Linked DNA regions of Mus musculus: region 1 is linked to region 2. A link is a contact called in public Hi-C data. All regions are on one chromosome and are shown on one strand. Each heading gives the region's core, a stretch centred on a gene start, on an enhancer-like site or on the middle of the called end of the contact. The rest is flanking DNA. Distances are from core to core; before and after follow the strand shown. Region 1 has its middle 30 kb from the start of 4930568G15Rik. Region 2 has its middle 93 kb from the start of Dpt.

Evidence for each region. Hi-C and Micro-C count contacts between places; a contact is called where the count stands out from the background.
Region 1: a contact with region 2 is called in a Hi-C map of liver, with 4 times the contacts expected there. The contact joins two enhancer-like sites. A contact is called at or near these places in 3 of 484 Hi-C or Micro-C datasets (all in liver), 2 of 115 datasets of contacts at active chromatin or transcription factors (cardiomyocytes and kidney) and 1 of 9 other capture datasets (embryonic stem cells).

What each region holds. Positions count from the first base shown.
Region 1 is chr1:165,119,950-165,124,560 of GRCm38.p6, reverse strand. No RefSeq gene overlaps it. Among named protein-coding and RNA genes, the nearest start is that of 4930568G15Rik, 30 kb to the right of the region's middle. Within about 2 kb of position 3,285, at least 22 of the 459 cell types and tissues checked have an H3K27ac peak or open chromatin away from gene starts, as enhancers often do. A contact at or near this core is called in liver, where this site is marked.
Region 2 is chr1:164,701,535-164,706,352 of GRCm38.p6, reverse strand. No RefSeq gene overlaps it. Among named protein-coding and RNA genes, the nearest start is that of Dpt, 93 kb to the left of the region's middle. Within about 2 kb of position 2,147, at least 69 of the 459 cell types and tissues checked have an H3K27ac peak or open chromatin away from gene starts, as enhancers often do. A contact at or near this core is called in liver, where this site is marked.

The DNA.
Region 1 (4,611 bases), core at 2,036-4,535, 420 kb before region 2:
CGCTCCGGACCATCTAGGCACAACGTGGTGATGAAGTGATGGCTTCCAGGCCAGAGACCAGGAGGACTTCATCTGTGGGCAGCTAATTCAGTGTCTGAGTCTTGGAGGGTAAGAATCGTTCCTGTGTGTCTGGCTATTCAATGGTTATTTTAGCTCGAATGTCAACCATCTTATTGGTCAAGAACTCCAAAAGATGGAGGAGTTGGAGTGGCTCTCAGTGAGCGGAACCTTGTCACCAAAAACAAAGTGGACACCTCAGGGGTCCTTTATGGAGGGACTTAACCTACACTGGGGTTGGGAAGTGAAGCAGCTGTAAAAAGACGGAGATTTGGGCCAGTATTCATGTTGAACAATCCCATGAGCAAGAACGCAATGAGACAATTTTCTTGAAATGCCTTTAATGAGCATGGCCCATTTCCTTAGCTATTCAGTATCTCTCCTGTAGAAAGAAATCAAGCTTTTTGTATCCCAGATGTCTTATCAGCATGCGCTATACACAGCAACTTGTGATACCTGGGGTCTATGGATCCAGCTGGGAAAGCATTTCCTGGAACAAGAACACTTTCGTTAGAGAACCGGGCACTCTTCTCGGGTTATTGTCTGCTAATGAGCTTCCAGGCAACAGACAATTATTTTAGCCTTGGTGCCATGGGATTTTGGGATCGTCCTAGATTTTCTCAACAGCTTAAGGAGAAATGTCAAATGCTGGGTGTTGGGCTTAGGAATCAGTTGCTTAATTTGATGTGGGTTTTCTATGGGTGGGGTTTTCTATTAGCATGGGGGGGGTGGTCAGTTTAAGATGTAACACTCTTAGAGTCCCAGGATAGATACCTGCCAGGCTTATCTGCTCCCAGGCTGGATCTATGGAGGCAAATGAGGACCTGAGCCAAGGGAAGAACTTAGTAATTGAGTCCAGAGGCAGTATGGGATGTCTGTGGGGCAATTTCTGGGCTTGCAGCTGGATAACAAAGAGAAAGATATTCGTGAGGCTAGGGTGATGGATAATTTGAAGATCATCTCAACCATTTCGTACCTTTAATTCCCATGTCTGCGAGAAGGGCAGGCTTGAGTTACCTTTAATGTAATCTTAAATGGTCAGTGGCATCATACCTGGCTATCATTCCCTTTGGGAATACTACTAGTTGACTATGGTAATACATACCCGCGCAAAAGTGAAACCTGGGGTTCAGTAGGTTGGCTGACTCCAGGCTTCTCAGTTCCTACAGAAGCAAACTGAAGCCTCCTGTGAATAGGAATAAGTAAGACTTTAAGTCGCTTGTGGATGGTGGGATGGCTCAGTGGGTAAATGCAAGTCTGAAGAGCTCAATTCCCAGAGCCCTCCCAAAAATGGGAGGAAGGAACTGACTTCACAGATTAGCCCTCTGATTCTCATACTCACTGTGGTACATCACACACACACACACACACACACACACACACACAATCACACAAACAAATTATACACATACCACATATAGCATACCACACACACACATCACCCCTACACATATCACACTCATCACACACATTACACACACATCACACAGACACACATCACCCCCCCACATATCATACACACGTCACAAATAACACATTATATACACGTACATACACACACACCAATAAATAAAAAGGCTAAAAAAAGCCCCCCCCCACTTCTAAGTTGGCTTTTTCCACTTTAATCAGTCAAATGTGTTTTTTTCTGTCTTGTGTCTGTGCCCTGCCTGTCGAGGCCAGCTGCCAAGACTGTGGCAGCAGAGCGCTCTAGACTTCTGATAGTCAGTACAGCCGCTCTCACGAAGCCTTCCTTAGCTAAATAAAATTAGGTAAGTTTGTTTTATCTTGAGTTTTTCTTCTAATTGCTTCAGAGTTATTCCTATCCAGGGCTGGGGACATAGCTCAGTTGGTAGGGTGCTTGCCTAGCGCACCCTGGCTTCTCTCTCCAGCCATTACAGAAACCCTTCAGTAGGGGCACATGTTTGTGGAGGGAGGAGGATCAGAAGTTCAAGGTTACCTTTGGCTACCTAGTGAGTTCAAAGTTAGCTTGGGTTACCCTGTCTCAAGCAAAGCCAAAGCAATTATTGCACGATAACCTTCTACATGGTGAGCACATGTCTTCAGTTTCCCACGAGTCTTCATTCTTCTTTGCTGGGTGTCGTAGTTAGCTCTGCCATTTCGACAACCTATAATCAACTGGGAAGAGTATGTCAACGGGAGGTTATTTACCATGGCTTGGCCAGTGGTGTATCTGTGAGGGACCTGTCTTATGTAACTTAATTGATGTGGAACTCTCAGCTCACTGTGGGCGGCACCATGTCTTAGGCAGGAGCCCTAAACTGTTTCCGAGTGGAGCTCTTGGGGCTGGGAAGATTGCCCAGTGGTTAACAACAAAGGAGTGGAGTTTAGATCCCAGCATCCATACCAGGTTGGCTCACACCTGCCTGCAACTCCAGCTACCCGGGGTACAGTGGCCTCCGGGAGCCTTTGTTCTCCAGGGAACATACTCTCCTGCCAAATACACATACCCAAGCCAACCTTGACCGAAGAGTGGCTAAATCATGCTGCGCCTAGCGAGGGATCATGCACACATTTCTTTTTCTCAGTTGTTGGTTGTGACTGTGATGTGACTGGGAGTTTGAACAGAAAGAAACCCTTTCCCAGCTGAACTGCTCTCTGTCAGTCTGCTTTTGTCACAGCACCAGAAATGAAGCCAGGGCATTCAGCGTCCTCAGAGTCTCTCCTGTGACACAATTTCCAGGGTTCCAGTCAACGTGGGTCCTCCCTTTTCTCTGTGCTGGTCCAGGGCTGAGTGTTGCTTGCAGACATGTTTCTTCTGTGGTTGTACTCAGTAGAACATCTACCACCATCTACAAATCTGTGAAGTCAGTTCCTTCCTCCCATTTTTAGGAGGGTTCTGGGAATTGAACTCAGATCATCAGACTTGCATTTACCCACTGAGCCATCCCACCATCCACATCTATCTCCTCCAGACACTAAGCTTTGATATTTTTGGGTGCCATTTAAGTGGACACCTCACATCCCCTCTCTGTGTGTGGTCAACCTAAACAAGACTTTCTCCAGGACTTGACTCTTAGATTCCCTGGGATAAATCTGTGGAAAAAATTTTTGAATGAAATTCTACCACATGGTACTTTATTAAACTGTAACAGCATATACCACAGCGAATATGAGAAGCCCAACTCAGTATCTTCTTACACATTAACAGAAGCACAGGCCACAGGGAAGTTCCAAGAGCAGTCCGGGCCAAAAATTACTTTCTCAAAAAAGGGAATCGGTTTATTCATTAACTCCCGGTTCGTGGTAAACCAAATTGATCCAACGTCCTGCCCCCTATCCTTCTGAGGAATGGAAGTTCATAGCTTGGTTATTAAAAGTCTGGGGGAGGTCTTGTGCGAATGTCCCTAAGCTGGGGCTCTGTGTCACAGAGGACAGCCAGTAATCCTCGGACTAATTTTCAGCGAAATCATCATCATCGTCATCGTCATCGTCATCACCATCACCAATTTCTTATTCGTGTTTGCTTTTAGGTGGTTGAGGGGGTTCTCTCCAGGCCCTCGACGGGGAAAAGTCGGGCACGGAGTCTTCGCGGTGTGCATGTCAGGGCTCGAGTGGAGACCTCTTTCTCTCCCTCTACAGCTTAGGTTTTGGAGCCGTTTGCTTTCCGCGGGAGACTGTAGGGCCTGAGAAAAAGCACACTATCTGTTCCGTGCCTCTTCCTCCCCGACGTAGTGGTCAGGGAGGGCGCCCTGTGAGGAAGCGGGTACTAGGTTTACGTGATCTAGGTAGGATCCTCTAAGATCTGCTGAACCTGGCCTGCCCTGGTGATGGGTAGCTGGGAAGGCATTAGACCCAGCTGTAAATGTGTAATTCTCACCCTTGAACCAGAGCCAACCATGTTCCTCAGAACTCTGCACAAAATCATCTATGCCCACCGCATTGCCCGCTAAGCTACCGCAGTTGCAGCCTCTAAACCGATACACACTCGCCGCCACGAGGGGGCAGCAAAAGCCCGGCTCGCCAACATCCCGCATTGCGTAAAGGCCTCCTGCTGCAGAACTTAAAAAAAAAAAAAAAAAAAAAAAAAAAAAAAAAGATAGAAAGAAAAGTGATGCAGCATAATTTTCCTTTTTAGAGAAATCACCATCCATATAAGGCTCGCAGCTTTAAGGTTGTGGAGTTAACTGGTACAGCCTGGATGAGAACTGTGTTCTGGTTTAGGTTAGGTTAAAAACAAAACAAACAAACAAACAAACAAAAAAAAAACCAAAAAACCAATAAACAGATCCCCAAAGCAAACCACCACTTCTGTATGAAGCATCTTTGGGGAGACTGTTAATTCAGTAATGGACCAGGTGCTTTACTGCTGACAATTCAGTATAGGAAAGACATGCCAGAAGCCCAGGGTGTGGCTTTCAGAGCCCCTCTCTGCCTTCTTGGCAGGGAAGAACATGAAGACTCGGCTTTGGAATTTGGAATTTGGGAGTTCTTGCCGAGACTAAGTGAATCCCAGGCAGGTGTCAGGACGAGGGGGTGGAGCAGTATTCTAATCCAGGATGAGAGGTTCTGGGGCCCCTCTGCTCCTTGGGGAGG
Region 2 (4,818 bases), core at 898-3,397:
TTAAGTAAACCTTTTCATGATCCTTTCTTCTGCCACCGTGACAACAGTTGCCATGAGCATGTCACCAGAACTCACCGGAAGTGGCCAGTGTTCTTCTCAGATTCATCCATCAGATATTCCAAGGTGCCAGAGAGTGGTCAGTGCTGGCACTTGGGTTTATGGTAGGTCCTCAGGGAGCAAAGGAACATGCAAGGGATGGTTTATACAATGAGAAAGTGCAAAGACACAGCAGTGGACGAAAATTCCCCTCATCAGGAAGTGACACGGGGGAGTCAGGGTGCTTGCTGTTCTTTGACTGCTCTCCCGACGTTCATATGTTGAAAACTCAGTTCCCAAGTTTATGTTGATAGTATTTGAAGATAAAGCCTTCAGTGGGTAATTAAAATTAGATGAGGTCACAGACTGATATCTCTGTCTTCCTCTTTTCACCAGGAGGAGAAAGAGACCCTCGAGGACCCTGGCTCTATTTTACCTGCTGCCCTTGACCATGTGGTGATACTCAAATGACCATTCTGGATTCCTAGACCTTGGAACCAAAGCCAAAGAAACTTCTGTGCTTTATAAGTCACTCAACCAGGAATACTCAGTTATAGTAACAGAAAACAAAGCTAAGTCACGCAGGATGTAAGGAGATGAGCCCAGATAGAGATATAAGGCTACAGAATTAATCAGATGGAAAAATCACTCCTGTACCTGTTCATGTTAGAACTGCATCATGTTTTTATACTGGGAAAATGTATTAAATACATCCTCTGCCTGTTATAGAATGATGTAACCTCTCTTTTAGACCCATGCACATAAGTCTACCCCTAGCCACCTTTCGACCAGACATTACAGAATCAGTAGATAGTTGCTATTGCTCCAGAAGACAGATGATTTTTTTAAAGAGGATTTTATATTTTTGGAACGTTTGCTACGGGTTTTTTTTTTTTTCACTATAAAAGTCAGCACACATTTTAATTATAGAAAGTTAAATAGAGCTGAGCACAGAGATACGTGCTTTTCATTCCAGCACTAGAGACATTAAAATGGGGAAGTTTTGAATTAGGGTCAGCCTAGGCTACATAGCAAGTCCTCGGGTAACTTCAACGACATAATGAGTACTTGTCTCTCATCAAAGGAGAGAAAGACGGACAAGCAAAAGAAATGTAGAAATAACAGAAAGGTAAACTATAGCATAACAGAGAGAAATAAACATATGCACACCTTTCAAAAGTTCTTAAGATTTTGATTCGTCCTTTTGCCTGTACGCACCTCTTTTCCTTATTTACCCAAGTGTCAAGGCTGAGTTGATTTTTTTTTCCTTTTGTCTGTAGAGAAAGAAGTGGTTTAATGAGATTTCACCATAAATAGATAGCTACAAAGGTCATTCGACAGTGTTCATTGATTTTCTGTTATGTGTCGGCAGCACTGTGCTGAGCCCTGTAAAGGGTAGTAAACACAATACACGCAGCGCATGGCCATGTTGGTTGCCATGGCAATGTAAAGGCCCAGGAATAAACAGGCTCATTCTGGGTATGCCTAGCAAAAACTGCTTGCTGGCGCTCAACTTGTCCCTTTCCCTCTTGGTCTTGGAGTTGTTCGTTCGAGTGGCCACTTTGGAAGGCCTCACGGCTCTTGTCCTCTGAATACTTGTGTTTCTCAGATGAAGCAAACAGGGTATGTTCAAGGTCAAGCTTTGTCCTAGTTCCTAGACCCGCATTGACTTCGTGATGCTTCCCTTTCTCTGGCAGGCAGTGCTAGCCCCTGCAGTGTGCCCCCTACCTATCACTGTGGCATCCAGAAGAAAAGGGAAACCAGAGAATGGCTCTGTGTAAGTCACCAACCCTAACAGGCTGCTTCCTTCCTGCTACAGGGCTGAGAAGACACAGAACCAACAGAGGCAAACACCTCATGAAGAGGTGCCATGCGTTGTTTGCTTGTTTTGTGGGTTTTGTTTTGGTTGATTTTTTTTTGTTTTGTTTTTTTGTTTTTGTTTTTTTTTTTTTTTTTTTTTTTGGCTTACAAAAACAAAATGGTCACTGCTTCGTCCCAACCCAAACAGCCAATCGTCAGCAGCCGGGCAATCAATCAGGGAGCAGGTGAGTTAGAATCACCCACCTTTGCTCCACAATGAATGGAACAGCCAGTTCCTAAATCTCCACTGACAACCAGGTCGTCTCCATTCTTGGGCAGCGGAACACTTCAGTTATGAGTTAGAGGTCATCTTTATGAGTTAGGGGACTGCAGTTTTTGTAAAGTCTGTACCTAAATGGACTAACATTTACCTACATTGAGCCACTTGGAACAATTACAACTTATACATCACATCCTTGTAATGTGCTCAGACCAGAATCACCTAGGACCTGATTGGTATCGTTGTGAGACAGTACTGATGGGTAATTGAAGAACAGGCCTAGTACAAGGATCAGGAAATACTGGCGACTTTACCACAGTGGGGTTCAGAAAAGCTAGGAACTTCCAGACACGTGGGGAAAGCTATCTTCCTCTCCCTAGCTGTTTATCCTGGGAACATAAGGTTATTGTTACAGGAGCTGGAGGTTCCTTGAACTTTAGAGCTATTCAGGCAATCACGTGTCTCTGTCACCCCTACTAAATGCCTTTGGAACAGGGGAAAGTCATTTGTCTATAGTTAAACATTACACTAGCCATGCCTGCTTTGAATGGGCAAACAGTAAAACATGCAGCAAAGGGTGAGAGAAAACACTTGAACTTAGAACCAAAGGATACAAGTTAAAGTCCTTTTAGATGGTCTACCTTTGAGTCTGTACTGCTTCTCTCAGTTTAATACCAATATGTTTTCTGATACTCTCCCATATAAAATATACATTAGCTGCTTTTTTTTCTATCATAGAAGTGTGTGTGTGTGTGTGTGTGTGTGTGTGTGTGTGTGTGTGTGCCATATACAGAGGTGTATGAGTACTCACAAGCTCAGGTACATGTATAATTTTTATCTTTTTCATTAAACTGACTCTTGTAAGACCAAGACTTGACTCCCTAACTTACCTGACCGCTATAGCATGAGGCTGTGATCAGCATTTTGCGAGGACTCTTAGTAGGCTCAAAGTAGACAGTGTTTCATGAAATATAAACCTCTGGGTGATCATAAAGTGTGGTCCTGACATGCATAAATTATTTCATGAAAACCTCAGAGCGGATTGGCAGTCAACACTGGAGGTGGAGCTGAGATACTGATATGTTGATCTTCAGGGTTATATGTGTTAGTAGCTTCTCTAGTTAGAAAAATAAATGCATTCAATGCCAGGCAGCTCCTTTAGGATTTACCCAGGAGGCCCATGGACAGATGTCAGATGTCCACGGTAACTGAAGCCTCAAGCTATTGGTTACTATGCTGTCGTTGATATGAAATATAGCAAAGGCCGTGCTTACTTTTAGATAGCACCTACATTTTCAAAGATGTTTTTATTAATTATATTCCTCTTATTATAGTTCATGTTAGTTGATAGTTATTCATTACATTTGATGAATATAAAACATGTCGGAATTCACACTTGAAGGTGAGACTTAGCAGACTCCATCAGTCCTTTGCGAAATCTTCAGAGAACTATGGATGGGTAGGATGCCCTTCAGAATAGTTTCTTCAGTTAGAATCCTAGAAAAGCTTTTACCTGGGGCATCTGGCTTCAGTATCCTACTTACTGCCACTCCTCAATCAGTCACTGAGTTCCAGTACATGGCTGAAAAAGAGACTAACTACTGGCTTGCCACTAAAAGAGCTATGTGACTTTGAACGGTCACTTACCTCTTCTGAAAGTCATTTCCTTCCTTATGGCTTTGGAAGAACGTTGTATTTCAGACTTGTGCATGTTAAGAGCAACTAATGACATGTGAAATTTCTTTGTAGAAAGAATTATCATCACTTGTTTTTCTGTTGCTAGGCTGCAACATTCTGACTTAAAGAAACTTGGAGAGTGGAGAGAAGAGGAGCTATTTGGCTTACACCTCTAAATCAGTCTATCATTAAGGGATACCAAGGTAGTAACTCAAGTTGGGAACATGGGAGCAGGAACTGAAACAGAGACTATAAGAATTGCTAATTATTGAGCTGCTTCCTTATACAACCCAGAACCACCAGCCCAAGGATGCCGCTATCCACAATGGTCAGAGCCCTCCTCCATCAAGACAATGTCCCACAGACATGTCCATAGGCCAACTGGATGGAAGTAATTTCCCAGTTGAGGTTCCTTCTTTAAGTATATCAAGTTGACCACCAAGAATAGCCACCATAAGCCTACCCCTTCTCAACTTGACACAAAACCACATCATTTTAAGCCATATCCTTTCCTTTCTTGTTTTCCCCATAACATTAATATTATAATATGAAATAGAACTCTAAAAGTCCCCAGTCTTTATGAATTCAAATGGTTTAAAAGTTCAATTCTCTTCAAAATATATGAAGTCTCTTAACTGTGTAATCTTATAAAATAAAAAAACAAATTGCATACCTTTTTACTAAAATGAGGAAGAACCTGAACACAAAAAAATGATCCCATTTAAACAAAACCAGCATCCAGCAGTATAGCTCAATAACTAACATCTGAGACTCACAATTTTCTGGGCTCCAAAGAACTTGGATAGCTCTTCCTATCCTGTTCTGCCAGTCGCAGTACACACAGTCGTAAAGGGTTGGTCTGTCTATATCAGCCCCAGTTGCCAAATAATGACACAGAGTCTTATCTCTTTATGAATTAATGTCTAGGCCTTAAGCTGGGCTTGTTCCTACAACTAGCTTATATCTCAACTGACTCATTTATACTATTCTATGTCTGCCACATGGCTAGGTACCTCTCCTCAATT